Linked DNA regions of Mus musculus: region 1 is linked to region 2. A link is a contact called in public HiChIP or PLAC-seq data. All regions are on one chromosome and are shown on one strand. The core of a region is the stretch at or near the end of the contact, and the rest is flanking DNA. Distances in the headings are between cores, read along the strand shown.

Region 1 (3,871 bases), core at 714-3,213, 620 kb after region 2:
ATGTCTCCATGAGATCCAGCTGTAAGGCATTTTCTCAATTAGTGATCAAGGGGAAAAGGTCCCTTGTGGGTGGGACCATCTCTGGGCTGGTAGTCTTGGTTCTATAAGAGAGAAGGCTGAGCAAGCCAGGGGAAGCAAGCCAGTAAGGAACATCCCTCCATGGTCTCTGCATCAGCTCCTGCTTCCTGACCTGCTTGAGTTTCAGTCCTGACTTCCTTGGTGATGAACAGCAGTATGGAAGTGTAAGCCGAATAAACCCTTTCCTCCCCAACTTGCTTCTTGGTCATGATGTTTGTGCAGGAATAGAAACCCTGACTAAGACAAATTGATACCAGCAGAGTGGGGTATTCCTGTGACAACCTGACCATGTTTTGGGGAGGACTGTGGAAGGACTTTGGAACTTTGGGCTAGAAGATCAGTGTTAAGTGCTCTGTCAGACGTTGTGTAGGAGCTTGGGAGATGTTGAGAACAGTGCAGAAGATGGAGGCCTGGCTTGTGAAATTTCAGAGGGAAAATTAAAGACTCTCTTCAGGGCCATTGCTATTTTGGATTGTGAAGATTTTATGGTTCTGGTTAGCTGGGGATGAAGAATCAGCTGTGATTAACAAGATACCAGAACTACTAAAGCAAAAACTTTGCATTACTGAGACTATTGATGCTGGTTAGCTGGAGCTAAGAAATTAGCGGTGATTAAGAAGAGACCAGCATCGTTGAGGTGACATCTTCTGGGAAGTGTTTTCTGAAAGCACAAAGAGGCTATGTTCCAAAGATAACCAAGGTTGTACTCCTGCTGCAGCGAGACTTGGTAATATGTAAGGGTCACCCAGGTGGTACTGGTTTTGAAGGCATGAAGGGGTCACGCAGAGCAGCTGAGGCTCAGCACTGTGAGAGGCCATTGGTGAAGGTGCAGCCTCAGTTGCAATTGATGGCCCAGGACTGAAGGGGTCATGCAGTGTTTTGGAGATGCCAGTACCATGAAATAACCACCAAGAGCAGCAGCAGCAGTGGAGTACAGGCATTTGGAGCCTAGAGGACGACGTGTGTGCTACAAAGGGCATGGCTGGAGAAGTGACCCAAGCCCTTGGAGGAGCCCAGAAGATTGTGAGTTGGATCCCAGACATTGAATGGTTGGAGACTGATTTTTGCTTTTGATTGTAACTGTGCCCTGATATTTTCCCTCTTGAAGGAAAAAACTATTTTAGTGGATCCCACATTTAAGAGACTTTTAATTGTAAAAAGACTTTGGATTTTAAAAGAGATGGATATTTTAAATAGATTGAAATTTTAAGAATATGTAAAGACTGTGGGATGTTTAAAGTTATTTAGACAAAGGACACCCACTATGATCTGGCTGTGAACTGTCTCCCATCCACTCATCTGCTTGAACACTTGGTCCTCAGCTAGTGGGACTGTTTGGGAAGGTTGTTGAATCTCTATGTGCAGCCTACCTGGAGGAAGTGGATCAGCAGAGGTGGGCTGAGGTTGCATAGCCTGGTCCTATTTCCTGTTCGCTCTGATTCTGGACTGAAGATATAATGTGGTCAGCCAGCCTTCCACTCCTGATTCATGTTTCCCCTGCTGCCATGTCTTCCTCGCCATAGTGGACTGTATTCTCTCAAGCCATGAGCAGGTATAAACTCATCCTCCCTCAAGTTGCTTCTGGTCAAGTATTTTGCCACAGCAAAGAGAAAACAAATATAACCCAAGGTGCCTGTCCCAGAGGCCAGGACAACCAGTCTTAGAAGTCACAGCCATTGCAGGTCTATTCCAGGGCCAACTGCTCCATTGGTCTGTCCGTCTTAGCCTGTGAGTCATCACAATATCTCATCAGGGATATATTTAATCAACTTTTACTTCCTTAGCCTCCTTCCAGATCCCTGCCAGCCCTGTCATCCTCCAGGCCTTCCTGTACCTTCTGACCTAAATCCCCTTTCTAAACATGAGCTGAACTGTGTAATTGTGTTATGCACAGAACAAATACAAATGGTTGTAGAATAACAGCTTCCTTGTTAACAAGCTCCATGGGGCCCAGCTACTATGACTCACCCTGTGACGTCACCCCACCAGACCATCAAGGTCACCTCTCAAGCCACTTCCACCACCACACGGGGTCCTCTCACTCGGCTCACTCCCCTCTGAAAGCCTTCCCTGGCCTCAACTAGAGAAAAGCTTGCATTTTCTTAGGAAAATAGTTTTTTTTTTAGTTGCCTACTCTCTTCATCTCCTTTGATAATTCCCTTTTCGGCATTACTGAGAAAAATATGTTTTATTTTATATCTACTTTTATATTTAATTAGCTTACAGAGTAGCAGGCTTCCTTATTTATGTTTACCCATACTTAAATTTAGTTGAATTTCCCTCTGTCGTTTGCTCTCACCCATCCTTCAGTTTCCCCATCCTTGTACCCTACAATCCCCCATCCCCCATTCCACTTTCATATCAGACAGGATGAAATTTACACCTCGGTCTCCTCCAGACAGGAACTGTGTCTTATTTACCACTGGGTTGTCAGCTGTTCTGGAGTAGATGGAAGACAAGTTAACTCAGTTGAATTATTTTATGTATAAAGCTTGCCTTTAGACTAAAGGCAACAAAGTCTCCTAACTCTAGGTTCAACTTAATGTTTTGAGCAATTCTCATTCCTGCCTCGTCTCATTTTAAAATTAAAATGCACCTCTAGTTCCAACTCTCAGGACTAGTGAGGCAGAGCAAAGACTTTGAAAAAGTCCAGTCCATACCCTAGAGCTCAAGATCAAATCCCCCTGCCCCTGGCTGAATCCTCCTGCCCCTGGCTGAATCCCCCTGCCACTAGTTGAAACTGGCATCCACTTATTAAATTACTGAAGGAACACTGGAAAGCCTATTTTGCATCAATGTGAAGGAAACCTGGGTGACGAATAGACAGCCAGCCTCTAGTTGCCTATGTAGCAGAGGATGGCCTAGTCGGCCATCAATGGGAGGCAAGACCCTTGGTAATGCGAAGATCATATGTCCCAGTACAGGGAAAAGCCAGGGCCAGGAAGCAGGAGTGGGTGGGTTGGGAAGCAGGGCGGGGGGAGGGTATAGGGGACTTTCGGGACAGCATTTGAAATGTAAATGAAGAAAATATCTAATTAAAAAAAATTTTTTTAAAGGTGGCAGTGGGTGTAGACACTGCAGCCGTTGCTGCAGCTGCTCTGCCAAACCTTTCCCAGCCCTAAAGTCTCTCTGCTCTGTTTACTTCCCTTGGCTTTCATCCTGTCTTGATTCCTATTCTGACCATATCCACTGTTTTTAAAGATGGGCTTTCCAAGCCGCTATCAGACAGCAGACGTGTGCCCATGTTTCATTTTCTTTCAAATGAGACTTCCTACCAGAACCTCTTCATGGAATGAGGAAGAGGCAGCTTCCTCGCCTGACCCATTGTCTCTGGACTCTGGCTATGGAGATCCGGCTTTTCAGAGAAATCATCCAGAAGTCTTCAAAGTACCCAAGAGTCCCTCAGGTTCCTAGTGTGGGTGTGTGTGTGTGTGTGTGTGTGTGTGTGTGTGTGTGTGTGTGTGTAATTTGTTATAAATTTAAAATATGTGGGCTATATTTCTATCATGTTACCTCGCTTTCCTCCCTCCAACTTCTCCCCATGTCTGCTCAGATTCATCACCTCTTTTTATTATTGATATATGTGTGTGTATTTGTTCATATATTATATATCAATATGTTGTTCATATATCACATATGAACAAATATAAATACAACCTACTTGGTCCATTTAGTAGTAACGGTGTGTGTTTATGGCTTTAGGGCTGACTACTTGACATTAGATAGCCATTAGGGGGCTCATCTCTGGGGAAGTCTGATTCTCCCTCTCTCAGAAGTCATTAATTGCCTGTAG
Region 2 (4,029 bases), core at 135-2,634:
CCTCATATAAGTAAAGAATTTCAAAAGTTCTGCCTGAAGCAATCATATTTAGCCACAAAAATAATGGTTTGCTTCCTCCTTACCACCGGCTGTATCTTAAGTAATTTTACTTACTTTTCTCAAACAAGATTCAGTTGAAAAATATGATTTTTAGCATTTTTAAAAGATTTTCACCTGGTGGTGATGGTGCAAGCCTTTATCCCAGCACTTGGGAGGCAGAGGCAGGCAGATTTCTGAGTTCGAGGCCAACCTGGTCTACAGAGTGAGTTCCAGGACAGCCAGAGCTACACAGAGAAACCCTGTCTTGAAAAAATAAATAAATAAAAAGTAAAAAGGTGCAGTTTTCAGCTGTGTTTGTGCCTGTCCCCCAACCCCACAATTCATTTGTGGAAAGCTCTTGGAAATGCTCCCAGGTCCTAAAAGCATCCTTGTGGATGAGGGAATACAACACTGTTAGCCATACAGGAAGGAAGCATAAAAGCAGTGACAACAACTGCACCTTGTGTGACCAAGATCAAGATGGAGAGTGAGAGGCAAGAGTAATGAATGGTTACCCACTGTAACTAAATAAGAGACCGTAGAGATGTGATACAAGTGGTTTGTAAAATAATGTTAAACATAAACCAATAAAATAAAGCTACCTGATAGCCTCTTATTGGTGATGCTAATTTATGAGTTATCTGCCCAAAATGCCATATGATATTGGGACTTTTGAAAGATGAGATGATGACCTTCAAATTTGTCCAATCACTTCATTAGGCGTAAACATGTATTTGCAACCAATGAAGCATCTTAGTACTGTTTATGATTATTTATAGTGTACACTGAGAAATGCTGAAAATTAAGAACCTGATACCCATTATTTAAAAAAAAAACTAAAAAATAAGATAGAATACAAAAGATGATCAGTTAATGCAACTTAGACTTTCAAAGAATTTTCTCCTTCTTAAGCCAATATCCCTTCCCAGAGGTTATTAATAAAACATGTTGTAGACGGAAATTAAATCTTAGCCAAGTTTAAAGGTGTGTGACAAAGTAGAGAAAGCCTAAAACTCTAATTCCCAATGTGCTTGGAAGTTACAACAGATGCTATCAGGGGCTCTAGACCATGGTTGTATCATTCATTTGCTCATCACCAACAATGGATGTGACTTGCTCTTACTAATCAGTTATAATTTTCCTGAAATAAATGAGCAATTGTGACAAATTTTCACAAGATAAAATAAACTGGCAGTTGAAAAACCCAAAGGTAGATCAAGTTTAATCTAAAGTATACTGCACTGCAAAACTAAAGAAATGGTTTAAATTACTAATGTGTCCTGATGGCGTTGGTAACCTCTAGAGATATTACTCAGAGCAATGGGATGAGCCAGAGCAATCAACTATGAATGAATCAGCACTATGACATGTGGAACGCAGAGTTAAAATGTGTAGCACTATTAAATAGAAAGCTATCTCACCACAGTGTCTGTTTTAGAAGTGCTGCCCTCTGGAAAGATGAGTTCAGCTGAATATTTGTATGACATGAACAAGGTCCAAACAAAGGAAGATAAATTAATGAAACAATTTGGAAGTCTGATAAAAGGCAAATAATTAGCATAGATTCTTTCTTCCTCTCCCTCTCTCCTCCTCCCTCCCTTTCATTGCTCTGTCTCTTGCCTCCCTCCTCCAGCCCCTCTTTTCCCACTGCCTTTTTCTACCTTCCTTTCTTTATCCATAAGAAAAAGGCACTATTCCTAAGTTTGGGTGGAACCTTAAGGGAGAACTAGCCATGTAGAATAGAAACATGTAAACTGTTACTCAGAATAATGGAAAGGTGTAGTGATTTTTCTGAAGGTCACCGAACAATGGAGTGACCAGCCGGGGAAGAAACTCTGGTCCCCACCCTTACGTGCAACACTGAAGTCTCCACTACTGAACAAGTACAGTCTATTGGGAAAACCTGTTTTCTCATCCACTACTGTATTTTCCAATGGGCCCACTCCTACTCTGCGTTTACTTGAGTGCTGTTGTCAGAATTCTTGTTTTCACTTGTGAACAAGGAGATGTTGATTAGCTGAGATGTCACCTAAGTCCTATTCTTGATATATTTACAAAGATACAATATATTGCAGTCTATAAAGACACAGGTTTTGAAAATTGTATGCAGTGCCTAGTTCTGGACATTGAAATATCTTCTGATTCCTCCATTCTTAAATTAACTAGGAGACACAGTGGAAAGCACCCCTCCACATCCCATTTGGGAACTAGGAATTTCTGTTCACATAACTAAGTTTAGGTGTGATGTTTGTTCCTTTTGTTTTGTTTTGTTGATGATGATGATGATGCTTTAATTAGTTGTGGAAAAAAATAGCCTATGCAGTTCCAGTGGCACTGAAGACACCTGAGGCAAGAATTTCTAGCTAATCTTCTAAATCAAAACACAAAACATCATTTTGAACAAATTTCACTACATATTATTGTATAAATGCATCCACTTATTGAGGCAGTCAGTGAAAGCCACTGTTTCTGCTATCCTTGTTGCTCTGACACAACAGCATCTCACCAGGCTAGCCTGGAACTCACTATGCAGGCAGGGCACAAGCCTAGAACGCCCAGCAATATTTCTGCTTCAGCCTTCAGCCTCCCAAGTGCAGCAGCATCTATCAATCAGCCATTGTTTAGTTACATAATGACCATGGTGATTTCATGTATGAAAGAATTAACTACAGACCTATACCCATGACCTTTGTGTTCTAAGAAACTTCGTTAACTCAGCTATTAAAAAAAATGAATTTATGAAATTCCTAGGCAAATGGATGGACCTGGAGGGCATCATCCTGAGTGGGGTAACCCAATCACAAAGGAACTCGCACAATATGTACTCACTGATAAGTGGATATTAGCCCAGAAACTTAGGATACCCAAGATATAAGATACAACTTGCTAAACGCATGAAATTCAAGAAGAAGGAAGACCAAAGTGTGGACACTTTACCCCTTCCTAGAAATGGGAACAAAACACCCATGGAAGGAGTTACAGAGACAAAATTTGGAGCTGTGACAAAAAGATGGACCATCTAGTGATTGCCATATGCAGGGATCCATCCCATAATCAGCTTCCAAACGCTGACACCATTGCACACACTAGCAAAATTTTGCTGAACTGACCCAGATATAGCTGTCTCTTGTGAGACTATGCCGGAGCCTAGCAAACACAGAAGTGGATGATCACAGTCAGCTATTGGATGGGTCACACGGCCCCCAATGCAGGAGCTATCTCAAAAGCCCCCCATACCCACCCCCCATTCCCCTACCCACCCACTCCCACTTTTTGGCCCTGGCGTTCCCCTGTATTGGGGCATATAAAGTTTGCAATTCCAATGGGCCTCTCTTTCCAGTGATGGCTGAATAGGCCATCTTTTGATACATATGCAGCTAGAGACACGACCGGGAGGTACTGGTTAGTTCATAGTGTTGTTCCACCTATTGGGTTGCAGATCCCTTTAGCTCCTTGGGTACTTTCTCTAGCTCCTCCATTGGGGGTCCTGTGATCCATCCAATAGCTGACTGTGAGCATTCACTTCTGTGTTTACTAGGCCCCTGCATAGTCTCACAAGAGACAGCTATATCAGGGTCCTTTCAGCAAAATCTTGCAAGTGTATGCAATGGTGTCAGCGTTTGGAGGCTGATTATGGGATGGATCCATGGATATGGCAGTTTCTAGATGGTCCATCCTTTTGTCTCAGCTCCAAACTTTGTCTCTGTAACTCCTTCCATGGGTTTTTTGTTCCCAATCACCAGATTTACACTAAGGAAAAAGTCTAAGGAAGGCGTGAGAAGGGGCATAGAATCCCTATGTGGGAATATAGTATCCCTGTGTGGGAACATGGTATCCCTATGTGGGAACTATAAACATGGCTCTGGGGAATGTCTTCATACTCACTGTATACTAATGCCCCGCGTTTAGGTGTGTTGAATGTTGCAAGTAGGATGTTGGTATGCCTTGTGTACCACATTGTGTTACACATAGTCCTCTGTCAGGTGCATG

What was found. HiChIP or PLAC-seq counts read pairs in DNA pulled down with a chosen protein or histone mark.
Region 1: a CTCF HiChIP or PLAC-seq map of the NIH/3T3 cell line shows a contact between it and region 2, with 5 read pairs. The contact joins two enhancer-like sites.

The regions. Positions count from the first base shown.
Region 1 is chr3:152,052,533-152,056,403 of GRCm38.p6, forward strand. No RefSeq gene overlaps it. Among named protein-coding and RNA genes, the nearest start is that of Gm31881, 30 kb to the right of the region's middle. Within about 2 kb of position 1,964, at least 25 of the 459 cell types and tissues checked have an H3K27ac peak or open chromatin away from gene starts, as enhancers often do. A contact at or near this core is called in the NIH/3T3 cell line, where this site is marked.
Region 2 is chr3:151,430,292-151,434,320 of GRCm38.p6, forward strand. No RefSeq gene overlaps it. Among named protein-coding and RNA genes, the nearest start is that of Adgrl4, 5.6 kb to the right of the region's middle. Within about 2 kb of position 1,385, at least 24 of the 459 cell types and tissues checked have an H3K27ac peak or open chromatin away from gene starts, as enhancers often do. A contact at or near this core is called in the NIH/3T3 cell line, where this site is marked.